Linked DNA regions of Mus musculus: all the other regions are linked to region 3. The links are chromatin contacts, called in public Hi-C and HiChIP or PLAC-seq maps. All regions are on one chromosome and are shown on one strand. The core of a region is the stretch at or near the end of the contact, and the rest is flanking DNA. Distances in the headings are between cores, read along the strand shown. Region 1 has its middle 18 kb from the start of Tmem94. Region 2 overlaps Llgl2 (LLGL2 scribble cell polarity complex component). Region 3 holds the start of Hid1 (HID1 domain containing). Region 4 holds the start of Caskin2 (CASK-interacting protein 2).

Region 1 (2,700 bases), core at 24-2,523, 380 kb after region 3:
TGACAAGGAGCACACTGTGGCAGGATGTTTCATTGTTCCTTTGATGTCCTCCATCCTGTTGTGACTAGCATGTCTCCCTTTATAGATGACTCAGTGTTGCACTGAACTGGGAGGAAGCTGGCTACCTCTTCCAATGAACACATCCACCAAGTTAGAGGACCAACTCTGTTTTAGAGGACCCACTCTTTCTTTTTTGTTTGTTTGTTTGTTTTTCGAGACAGGGTTTCTCTGTGTAGCCCTGGCTGTCCTGGAACTCACTCTGCAGATCAGGCTGGCCTCGAACTCAGAAATCCACCTGCCTCTGCCTCCCAAGTGCTGGGACTAAAGGCGTGCGCCACCTGCCTGGTTTCCTCACTTTTTATTATGTGTATGGTTGAGCACACTTTTGTATATGCCACAATGCACATGTGGAAGACAAGTTGTAAATGTTGGCTCTCTCCTACCGTGTGGTCCAGGGACTCAAACTCCCTGACTTGGTGGCAAGCACTTTAACCCACTGAGCCATCTCATCAGCCCCTTGGGATTTTATCTACTTACTCACTGTGCTGATCAAATACACCCGGCACCCACATGTTCACACAGAGCTTTGAAATTCTTTCCTGAGTTGTATACCGTAAGGAATGATAGTCATAACAAAGACTTGATCACCGCGTGCGTTTTGTTATCTGATGTGGGCTTGTGCAGCACAGAGATTCTCACCCTGCACACTGCCCTTGCTGAGTCACCCGTTTTCACCCTGGCCTCGGCATTGTTCTGTTTTATTCTTTCCTGTATCTGAAGAGATGGGAAATGGACTCTGCGTTCTTTCCAGTTCAATGTTTTTTGTTTGTTAGGAAAATAAAACCTTTTCCTCCTCCAAAGCAGCTCCTTACATTTGCTTTCTTCTCCCAGCTTGTCCTTTGACCACTCCAGTCATCTTTTTAAAGAGCCAGAAAGTGTCTGAAACTTTGACTGTGACAACAGGTATCAGCCACTGGGGCGCTTGGATCCTCACCCTGCTGTTTCTGGCCAGGGATCTCGTTGTTTTAACTCAGCTGAATTCAAAGCATTTCAGCATGAGGATCTTTAACATAAACGAAGATTTGTTTTTATTTATGATTGTGTGTCTGTGTGTGTCCCAGTGCCCTTGAAGAGGGTGTTGGGTCCCCGGGGGTTGAAGTTATAGGTGGTTGGGAGCCACCGGATGTGGATGCCAGAAGCCCCGTTCAGGACCCCTGAAATTGCAAACAAGGAGCCATTCCCGCGGTCTCTCAGCACAAAGATCTTAAACCAACCCCCTTCTGCCTGTCACGTTTAAGCAAATGACTAGGTGGAAAAGATGGCGCAGTGACGAAGGATGCTCCTCCGGGGGGGGGGGGGGTGCGGGGGGTGCGGGCGGGGGCGGGGGGAGGGGCTTGTTTCAGCTTGCAGGTGGCTCAGCGTGTAGATCCTTGTTAGAGTCCCTGAATCAGGCCTGAATCACTCGTGTTTTCTGACTCACTTCTTACCTCCATGTGGTGAGGTCTTTAAGAACAAGGGTATTCTCCACCAGATGCACTGCTCCCCGTTTTCTGAGACAGGCTCTTACCATTTAGCCCAAGCTGGCCTCAAACTCTCAAACTTAAAATCCTCCTGCCTCAGCCTTCCCAGTGTGTAGATAGATCACAGGTGTGTGTCCCACCCCTGAGGTGCCCTGTTCATTCCTGCTTTTCTTTTCTTTCTTTTCTTCTCCTTCCACTTTCCCCCTCCCCTTCCCTTCCCTTTTTCTCTCCCTCCTGCCTTCTCTCCCTCTTCCCTCTCTTCTTCTCCTTTCTTTCACAGGTTCCATGGCACAAAAATGGGGGCGAGGGAGATCGGTTTCTTCTCCATCTTGTAGAGGTTAGATTTCTCTTGTTTCTGTTGCGCTGTGAATTCCGGGACAGCTGGTTCACAGCCTCTGGGCAGTTTTCCTGCCTTCATCTCCTATCTCTGTAGGGGGCTAAGCTTGTGTACCACAGCATGCAGTTTTTTCCCTGGGTTCTGAGATTTGAACCTGGGTCAACATGCTTGTGTGGTTAGCACATCTCAGCCCAGAGATTCACACTGGGTGCCATCTCTCCAACCTGTCCTTTTTTAGAGACAGGGTCTCACCACATAGCCCTGGCTGGCCTGGAACTCACTATGTTGACCAGGCAGGCCTCTAACGGTGATCTGCTTGTTTCTGCCTCCCAAGTGTTGGGATTAAGGGTGTGCACCACTGCCTGTCTGAGGTCTAGAGCTTAAGAGAGCTATTCCACTATTTTCCTATCTAAGACTTATTTCAAATCAGCCAGTAGGTTTCACCCAGTAGTTTTTTTGAATGCACCTATATCCTAGCACCCGAGTGGCTGCCACCTTAGCATGGGGTCCACTCGTCCTACCGCTCAGCACTCTTCTTCCCAATGTTGCTCTTACTTCTTTGTAACCCATTTTCTTTCTTTCTTTCTTTCTTTCTTTCTTTCTTTCTTTCTTTCTTTCTTTCTTTCTTTCTTTTTCTTTTTTTCTTTTTTTGGTTTTTTGAGACAGGGTTTCTCTGTGAAGCCCTGGCTGTCCTGGAGCTCACTCTATAGACTAGGCTGGCCTCGAACTCAAAAATCCGCCTGCCTCTGCCTCCCGAGTGCTGGGATTAAAGGCGTGCGCCACCACGCCCGGCTTGCTGTCACTTCTTTTTTTTTTTCTTTTTTTTTTTTAAAAGATTTATTT
Region 2 (2,706 bases), core at 73-2,572, 470 kb after region 3:
ACACGTGTGTCCACCGAGTGCTTGGCTAAACGCCACAGAATCAAAGGTGCATGGGCTGTTGTCAGACTCCACACAGGAATTCCTCATGTGCAGGTTAGGGTCCGCGCCTGCACAGTGGCTACTCACGGTGTGGTCACATCTGGGAGTGCCACCCTGAAGGTCAGGCTGTCAGGCAGCGTGTCGTGGGCAATGCGTGCAACAACAGAACAGTGGCATCGCCCGCCACACGACAGATGCCCAAACAGCTTACAGATCCCAGCTTCTAAACCAGTTCTAGGCCTTTCCACAGAGCCAGCAAGATGCCTCACACAAAACGGGGACGCTGCCCTAGCTAGGGCCATGAGGGTTACCTGTCCTTGGCCAGGAGTTGTGACCATGACCAGAAAAAGGGGCTGGCTGCCAGGGGACCAAGTCTAGCTCAGGGGCTGGGTGCCAGGCATCAGGGCTGGGTGTTAACAGTGGTTGGGGCAGGGAACTGGAGCCATATAGCCGGGCCTTGGTTCTGATTCAGCTCTCACCACGTGACCATGTAGACATTGATTAGCCTGTCTATTCCTCAGTTTCCTCTTCCGTGAAGTGGGGTTGCTAAGCACCCTAATGGAGGCTGGTGCAGTGGACAGGTTTCATGGCTCTATTTATTTTAGTTTGTTTCCTATATGTATGCATGTTATGCCTTCATGTATGTATGGGCACCACATGCGTGGCTGGTGCTTCCAGAGATCAGAAGCTCCTGGAACTGGAGTTAGGGATGGCTGTGTCCCATCATGTGGGTGCTGGAACTGGTTCTGTGTCCTCTGCAAGAGCAGCAAGTGCTTTTCACTGCTGAGCCATCTCTCCAGCCCCATGTTCAATCGCTTCTTATGGGCAGCATCAAGTAGCATGGTTTGCTCGGAGCTCAGTGTCTTTACCTGCTGTCTACCACTTGTACCCTCTTAGCACACTCACCTCCAACCCAGTCAGGCAGCTTAGGTTCCCACTGAAGACTAGCTAAGGGAACAGGGACTACCTCAGGGGCTGGACGGACGTCCTGGTCTTAGTGAAACCCTGCTCCTTGAACATTGTTTGGGGCCTGCTTGCCCCTCTGGTGAAACCCAGGCACCCACTAGTAGCCACACCCCAGTGTGAGCAGACCTAGGCCTAGGTGCCTGCGCTGGACTGCTGCAGAATAACACACCCCCCTCAGAACCCTCCCCACCACCACACCTCCCAAATCAAATAAATGGTGTGTTTCTAACCAACTAGGCCCGCCCAGCCCAGACCACATCGTTTTGTTGTGGCTTTTGCCTACATGGGCACCAGTGTCAGATGACAACCACACAGAGAGGCCAAGTTGCTTGGGCCAGGAATCTGAGCTTACCACACCCAGTATCTGGCAGAGCCACTGCAGGCAGGTGGATCTGCCCCTCCTCCCTCCTCCCTCCTCCCTCCTGAGGCCCTCAGCAGCTTCTGGGAGCTCTCCTCTCAGCCCCTGACAGACACTACAGGGTCCCCAAAGCCGTGGGCTTGGAGGACAGTCCTCCCCAGCTGAGTGTAAGGGTGAAGGGCAACACCCGCTACCCACCCACCCCCACCTCTCACAATCTGACAGGGACTTGGGCTAATATTACAGTCTGGCGGCTTCTGTTCATCTTTGCTCTCCTTTCCCTGTCAAAAGAGCCCATTGTTCTCTTCTCCCTTAGCAGAGGTCACCTGAGCCCAGGTAGCAGGACAGGACAGGACAGGACAGAGGCTGAGGAGACAACGGGAGGGAGAACTGCAGAGCGTTGGTCCACCTTCTTGTTTTAGAGTTCTCTGGGGTCTGGGAATCCTATGCTTGGGGTATCCCCAGGCTCTACCTGCTGCCCACGTGCTCTGGATTACAGGGGGGAGGGGACAGGACACTCTCTTGGCGGCTCCACAACACTCTGTGGGCGGCTCCTTTGAGAAAGGCCACCTCACCCTTTAGGGACCTAACTAAGGCGGGGGATTACTAGCATGTAGAACTTACACTCAGGGGACTCCGAACCTTGAAAGTTTACAAGAGTCTTAGCTGCTGTGGAAGGGACACCAGTGTGGGCAGGGCACTTAGGTGCCGGGTAGTTGGGACCTTCCCTTCCCTGCTTTCCCCAGGACACACCCAGGCTTCCTAGTTCCTCCTTGTTTCCTCCCTGGGTTCTGAGCCACATCCTTCCTTCTTATCCCAGCAGGGGCCACTGAGCCTTCCGTGTGCCCCACCCACAGGGCTCACAGGGCTCAGGCCTGGCTTGGCCTCCTCTAAGGAGTCAGCTCATGTGGGCCCTGTCCAGGGAAAGTCATGGGAGCCTATGTCCCTTGTTTTGCTTTTGAGAGAGCCTTGGTCCCTCAGTGTTGTCAGCTGGATAAGATGCCCTGGGGGCGGGGGCACACTGCAGAATACTAAGGACCCTAGCAGCCAGCCGCAGCCTAGGGACAGTTCTCACACTGGGGTGAGCAATCAGAACACACACTCTGTATTCACAAGATGCCTCGTGTTCAGTCCAAGGACACACTGCTCAGGGCATCCTGAATGTCATTCTGGTGAGCCTGACTGGGTGCCTGTTCTCAACTGGCCTTTGGAAGGACAGGGAGGAGTGGTCACAGTCCTTGGGACTCTGAAGGAAGTAAGAGATGGGGGATGCCCAACCTTTGCAGCAGGAAGGATTCAAGCAGGATTGTTGAACTGCTTAAGAGCTGACGGGGCAGGTCGTG
Region 3 (2,953 bases), core at 281-2,780:
TACACTGTGCAAAATACCACACACCACCCTTTCCTGCTACCCACTGATGGAGAGTCTCACGTCTGAGGTTCTGGAACAAGCCACAGGAAGCAAAGAGAAGCAGTTCTGGTTTCCGCCAAGTGCCCCTCAGATAGAAACAGGCTCTCTAGAGGCCCTGGCATTCCTTTCCTCGGCCTCTGACCTTCCCAAGGTGGGTAACAGGGTGTGGGAGTAGTGGTCGGCTCTCTGAGGCTGTGACTGGCTGGTTGTGGGTAGGCAGCTCTCCTGATCCCACTCACACTGGCCAAGAACAATATAGAGCTCTGAGAACAGTCGGATGGGGGTGGGGTTCCAGATGGCAGTAGGTCCAGAGCCCTTTGACAGGCAGGGCCTTGGAGAGGCTGCTGGTATCTCCATAACCAGAGTAGCCTGGTTTCCAGAAATAAAGATTGAAGGGACGACAGGGAAGGAACCTTGCTGGGTCAAGAGGTGTGTGCTGAAGGTAGGAGGCAGCTTCTGTGACACTTGTAGACACGGGGGATGGGGGGGGGGAGTGTGGACTGGAGTTACCCATGGCTCCCTCTCCAACAGACCAATGATAATCTCCTCATCCCCGAAACCCCAATCCCTATTCCGGGTGCCAAAAAGCACAGCCAATCAGCTCCACCGGGCCTGGAGAAGCCCCTGGATCATCACTAGCTGGAAAGCTGGCTTCCCTAGGCCTGAGGACAGCTCCTCTTACCCAGCTGCCGCTGCCTGCCACTCTATGAGCTCCCAGGAAGACCTGGGCCTTCCCTACCCTCAGGCATCAGCCAGGGCCCAGAGAGGCCACCGCTGCCACCGCTGCCATCGCGCACCAGCTGTTTTCCCCAACCCAGGCAGGCGCCGGCCCGGCTTTGTTTGCATTGAGTCAGCCGGGGCTGTATGTCCGGGACCATGGGCACTGAGGGGCAGGGAGACCAGCGGGGCGATGGATGGGTAGGTGGGAGCGGGAAGAGGCTGGCTAAGCGAGGCTGCGGGCACCGGGGGGGCGGGACAGGGGGCGGATAACGTTGTCGCCGCCGGCTCCAGGAGTAGGCACACGTCAGCCTAAGGTGGCAGCAGCAGCAGTGCCCGGGAGAGTGTTCCCAGGGGAGAGTAGGCATAGGGTGGGCTCCCAGAGGCAGGGATGGAGCCCTAGTTACAAAGGAAAAGTCCCGTTCCGGTGCTTGTTTCAGCATCCCCCTCTGGATTAGCCGGTCACCCCACCCTCGGGTGAACCGTGTTCACCCAGCCCCCCCGGCCCTGCCCTGCCCCCAGGGCCGGCAGGTGGATGAAGAGGCTGGGCCCCCAGGCGCACCTGCGTCTTGGTGGTCAGCTGGATCACCGCCTTCCGGAAGTTCAGCTTGGAGTCTGCGGATCCCATGTCGATGGACCCCGCTCCAGCCCGACCCCGGATTCCGACTCTGCCGCGGGCTCCGGCTGTGACTCCAGCTCCAGCTCCGCAGCCCCGGCTGCTCTCTGGGGAGCGAAGCTGCGAACCCCGCCTGCCGCAGGCGTCGGCCCCGCCCCTGTGGCTCCGCCTTTAGATCCGCCCCCACGAGGCCCCGCCTCTGCACCTGCCGCTCAGGCCTCCAAGAAGAAGTCCGGAGTTCTCCGTGGAACCCAACTCCTGGTCCTTTCGTCTGCAACTGAGTGTTGTCCTCGATCCTCAGTCCGCAAGACTGAAACCCTCCTGGTATCTCATCTCCTGCCTCCACCTTCATTCTTCATTCCTGCTCAGACCCGCAGTTTCTCCTCCAATCCTCTCTACCTGATGTTCATGCTTTCCTACTATTGTTGCTATCTGAGCTTGCTTGCTTTTTCTCTTTTCTTTTCTTTTCTTTTCTTTTCTTTTCTTTTCTTTTCTTTTCTTTTCTTTTCTTTTCTTTTCTTTTCTTTTCTTTTCTTTCCTTTCCTTTCCTTTCCTTTCCTTTCCTTTTCTTTTCTTTTCCTTTCCTTTCCTTTCTTTTCTTTTCTTTTTCTCCTCTCCTCTCCTCTCCTCTCCTCCCCTCCCCTCCCCTCCTCTCCTCTCCTTTCTTTCTTCCTCCCTTCCTTTCTTTCTGTTTGCTTCTCTTTCTGACCTATCAAATCCACGTGTCTAGCCTTGAAGTTATTCTAACCCTTAAAAGGTTTAGCTCTTGCTTGTGTGGAAGGATGGGCTGACTCAGTGTCCCTGTTCCAGGAAGGCAGCTCAGCAGTGAAAAATCCCTTGGGTCTTGACGCTTATCTAGCTCCCTGGCTTCCCTGAGAACTCTTTGAAGTGTAGAGGACATGACATAAACATCACAGATCCTGGTTTCAGAAGAAAGGAGTTTACCCATGGTATAGCCTAGTACACTGTGTTTGTTTTGTGAGGAGTTTATCGTAGGCTTGCCTCGAACTCACTGTTACTGGTGATGAATTTTTTAATCCATCTCCCAAGTACCAAGGTCACAGGTTCCATGATCACCCTTGGTATTATGGGGTGCTGTAGATTGAACCAAGAGGTTCTTGGATGTTAGGCAAGCACTCTAATTATTAAATTAAGAGTAATAGCTGACAACCCAATAAAAATAGTTGATCCACATATGAGATCTCAGAACTCAGGAGGTGAAGGCAAGAGGGACTGTCATCCTTGGTGAATAGTGAGTTTGAGACCAGCATTGGCAAAATCCAAAATAATCTGGTATTTATCTAATATATATATATCTCATAGCAAGCCAGGACAGCAGGACAGCCAGGGCCATGTATGATGTATGTGTCCCACCCCTCACACAATCATGTTACTGTGTCTAGAAGTTTCTGAGAATCCTGGATAGTTCTAAACAACATGACTTTAATCTAAAGGGGGATCCCGGAGTTGTAAAATAAGGAGTATGCTCCATCAAGGCAGCTGGATCAGGTGTAGAGGTAGAGAGAGAGGGCATGGTCTCACTACCTCACAGAACAAGCCACAGCATTGGGTAGCTCTAGC
Region 4 (2,992 bases), core at 440-2,939, 450 kb after region 3:
CACTTTAGCCACCAGTTTCTGCACGCAGGTCACGTCTCCATTCTTGACGGCAAGGATAAGGTCCTGTTCACGACCCATTCTGATTACCGGGTCAGGCTCTGGGACTTCAAGGTCCAGGAAGAAGCAAGGGACCGGCCCAGTCAAGTGTCAGTTCGCCATGCCTCAATGCTTTGGAGGACTCCTGGTCCTGGGGGAACAAGTCTGGTGTCTCAGGCAATGGGCTTCTTGTCAGGCAGAGATATAGTTCCCTCAAGGTGCTCTGGGAGCTGCCACCACAGGCAGGAAAGCCGGTCCCTGGTGGGGTGGAGGCTGTGTGGAAATCTGGCCTGAGATCAGCTTGCAGCTTCCGACAGCCCTGGAATGGGCTGGGACTGGGCCCGCCAATCTTCCTGGGTTAGCGCAGAAGCACCAGTGCCCACCCAGAGAGCAGTCAGCATTCCCTCTGGCGTGAGGCAGCAGCCAGGGACAAGTCCTGAGGGTCTGGAAAAGATACACGTCATCCAATGAAAAGCTGGGTTACAGCCAGGAACCGGGACAGAGAAGATGAGCAAGATAGAACCTCTAGGGAGTCCCAAATCACCCTAGATGCCCAAGGAGCCTTGGAGTGAGTCTAAGCCACTAACGGAGGGGAGGAAGTTTCTGTACTTGAGAGAAATATATCTCGCAAAGAAGAGAGGGGCAGCATTCAAGGAGGGAAAGGCTGGGTTGCCTATGCCCCATGGCACTGGGCAGCACCTCAACCTTGGGCAGGAGGGGCCCTGGCAGCAGGAGACACTGGTGTAGGCAGGGCCAGCAGCCCATTCTCCACAGCCCCAGGCTCTGACACCCACAGACAACAGGCGGGGCCGGGAGGTAGGGCCTGGGAGAGTGGCACGGGCAGATGGTAGGGGTCACTCCCTGTCCAAGGTGTCTGCAGCACACTCCTCACTACCAGGTCCCTAGAGGGTGGACTGGGTGCTTATGTCCCTCACTTTCTGGGGGAGATCTACCTGTTGGATCGGAGAGATCTACAGCACCTGTTGCTAATCCTTTCTCACTGCGTCTGTGGTGGGAGAGAGCAGCTGGGTAGAGATCCAGGACAGAGAGCTTGGACAGGCTGGCCAACTACCTCCCAAGCCTGAACCTGAAACCCCAACTCGACTTCCCGCACAAACCCTTAAGTCAGTTCCTCAGTGGCGGTGATTTTGTTGCCAGAATCTTGTGGCAAGAGACTCGTGCAGGCCTGGGGGCCCAGGTGGGGAACCACTCATTCCTCAGAAGTTCCAAGCCCAAGCCGGAGGGCACTCCCCCTCAAAGCCCGCGACCCGCACTGGGAGAGAGTGCTCCTGGCAGTGCCTGGGGTCGGCTGGCTCCCCCTCCCCTTGGAATGCCCCTCTAGCGCGGCGCAGCTCCCCGCAGCCAAGCCCAGATAAGGCCGACCCCGGGAACAAAGCGGCAAGAGGGACCCGGAGAGTCAAGCGTCCGAGGAATAGATAGAGGAGAACGAAAAGGGGGGCTCGAGGAAGGCGGAAGGAGCAGAGAGATGGAGGAGCCCGCCGATCAGACAAGAAAAGTTAGTTTGCGTCTGCTCTCAAGGGTCCTGACCCCTGGCCCGGGACCCGGCAGTCTCACCTCTCCCGGCCGCCCCGCCGGGGGTCCGGCTGGCTGTGCTCAGTCTCAGGCACTCTGGACTCTGGTTCTCACTGTCCCCCGCAACCCCTTTCTCCTCCTTTCCAAGGCCGGCTCGGCGCCTCCCGCAGGAAATCCCGCCCCTCCCCCCTCCCTCCCGCCGGATCGGGAGCCGGGGACCGTCCTGGCCGCACAGTTGGATTGTCAATCAACACCCTGGTCCCCGCCCCATCTTCACTAGGCCCCGCCCCCGCCAGCCAGTCCAGAGCCGAGCCACTGGTTGGATCAGCGCATGCGCGCAGGTGAAGCTGCTTAGGGGTGCAAAGTGGCGGGTGAGAGGCGGGGTGGATGAGGTTTCGTGCTGCTGTGTCCTGTCCGGGGATCCCGAGAGAACTGGGTTCTGGTCTAGATCAAAAGGTGAAGTGTGAATGTATAGGAGAGAAAATAGGATGTTTTGGCAGTTGAACCTGAGGACCCCCCCCCCCCACTAGGGGTGGGGATCACTTCCTCTTTGCCCCATCCTTTCCCGGGTTGCCCGCAGCGACCTTCGTCCACACTCAGAGACCTATAGCTGCTGGCTGGAGCAACGGTGCCACCTAGTGGTGAGCGTCAGTGCGACTCAGGATGTCACGGCGGGGACCCCAGCCTCGAGGAGGTGCTTTCGGAGTCTGGGGTGGCGATTCAGCACCAGTGTGAGCCGGACAGCGCCTCCACCCCTGGCCTTTGAACCCTGCTTCAGAGCCCCTAAGAAGAGATTTTTTTTTTTTGGCCCACCGTGAAGGAACTCCATAAGTCTTTGGTCCACTCCTAACATTCCCATATGGCCTCCAGTTTGCAAAGCTGGTGTCTGGGGGCTCACTGCTCTCCTCTCTCTACGCATCTCTTTCCTGCTGGTGGTAGGACACAAAGACATTCAGGGCTGCAGAGATGAGAGTAACATATTTGATTATCCATGCTACATCCAGTAGCCAGGTAAAGTTATACTAAAGAAGGGAGGAGCCCCCAGAAGCGCTGGAAACGGAATAGGTGAGTTTTTGCACATCTGGAAACCTGCACATCGAGCTGGGTCCCGCGGCCCGGGGTACACGTGTGCCGACAGGTGTTAGGACACACACGGGGCAGGTAGGAAGGCGCGAGGCTCGAGGGTGGCTTTATGATCCCGAGGAGCGAGCGGGTCGAAGGCGCTAGGACCGCGCGGAATGCCGGGGTGGGCGGGGCTTCGCGGTGCGCGCGCAGCCGCAGACAGCGGCCCGATGGAGCCCGAACCCGAACCCGGGTCGGTGGAGGTTCCCGCGGGGCGTGTGCTCAGGTGCTACCCGGCCCGGGGGATGGCGTGGGGTGCGTGGGACCCGGGAGCGAGCGGGGTGGCCTCTGTGCTGATCAC

Evidence for each region. A called contact is a pair of places that touch in the nucleus more often than the background predicts. HiChIP or PLAC-seq counts read pairs in DNA pulled down with a chosen protein or histone mark.
Region 1: an H3K27ac HiChIP or PLAC-seq map of regulatory T cells shows a contact between it and region 3, with 4 times the contacts expected there. The contact joins the enhancer-like site here to the promoter of Hid1 in region 3. A contact is called at or near these places in 4 of 39 promoter capture datasets (the C10 cell line, neutrophils, pre-B cells and 1 more), 1 of 115 datasets of contacts at active chromatin or transcription factors (regulatory T cells) and 1 of 9 other capture datasets (liver).
Region 2: a FOXA1 HiChIP or PLAC-seq map of pancreatic cancer cells shows a contact between it and region 3. The contact joins the enhancer-like site here to the promoter of Hid1 in region 3. A contact is called at or near these places in 1 of 39 promoter capture datasets (embryonic stem cells), 1 of 484 Hi-C or Micro-C datasets (the G1E-ER4 cell line), 1 of 115 datasets of contacts at active chromatin or transcription factors (pancreatic cancer cells) and 2 of 9 other capture datasets (adipose tissue and embryonic stem cells).
Region 4: a contact with region 3 is called in a Hi-C map of the G1E-ER4 cell line, with 2.5 times the contacts expected there. The contact joins the promoter of Caskin2 here to the promoter of Hid1 in region 3. A contact is called at or near these places in 5 of 39 promoter capture datasets (the C10 cell line, embryonic stem cells, neutrophils and 1 more), 2 of 15 datasets of contacts at CTCF or cohesin (embryonic stem cells and large pre-B cells), 20 of 484 Hi-C or Micro-C datasets (B cells, the Ba/F3 cell line, CD4 T cells and 7 more), 9 of 115 datasets of contacts at active chromatin or transcription factors (the 230-238 cell line, T-cell acute lymphoblastic leukemia, embryonic limb bud and 6 more) and 3 of 9 other capture datasets (embryonic stem cells, liver and pancreatic islet).

What each region holds. Positions count from the first base shown.
Region 1 is chr11:115,746,253-115,748,952 of GRCm38.p6, forward strand. No RefSeq gene overlaps it. Among named protein-coding and RNA genes, the nearest start is that of Tmem94, 18 kb to the right of the region's middle. Within about 2 kb of position 1,274, at least 57 of the 459 cell types and tissues checked have an H3K27ac peak or open chromatin away from gene starts, as enhancers often do. A contact at or near this core is called in regulatory T cells, where this site is marked.
Region 2 is chr11:115,837,764-115,840,469 of GRCm38.p6, forward strand. The region is part of intron 2 of Llgl2 (LLGL2 scribble cell polarity complex component); the gene reads left to right. Among named protein-coding and RNA genes, the nearest start is that of Llgl2, 15 kb to the left of the region's middle. Within about 2 kb of position 1,323, at least 68 of the 459 cell types and tissues checked have an H3K27ac peak or open chromatin away from gene starts, as enhancers often do. A contact at or near this core is called in embryonic stem cells and pancreatic cancer cells, where this site is marked.
Region 3 is chr11:115,366,226-115,369,178 of GRCm38.p6, forward strand. Hid1 (HID1 domain containing) reads right to left here and starts at 1,531. Exons shown (of 19, transcript NM_001346774.1): 1 at 1,319-1,531. The coding sequence starts at 1,384.
Region 4 is chr11:115,811,903-115,814,894 of GRCm38.p6, forward strand. Caskin2 (CASK-interacting protein 2) reads right to left here and starts at 1,690. Exons shown (of 20, transcript NM_080643.2): 1 at 1,612-1,690; 2 at 1-480. The coding sequence starts at 78. It overlaps Tsen54 (tRNA splicing endonuclease subunit 54), which reads left to right and starts at 2,837. Exons shown (of 11, transcript NM_029557.1): 1 at 2,837-2,917. The coding sequence starts at 2,862.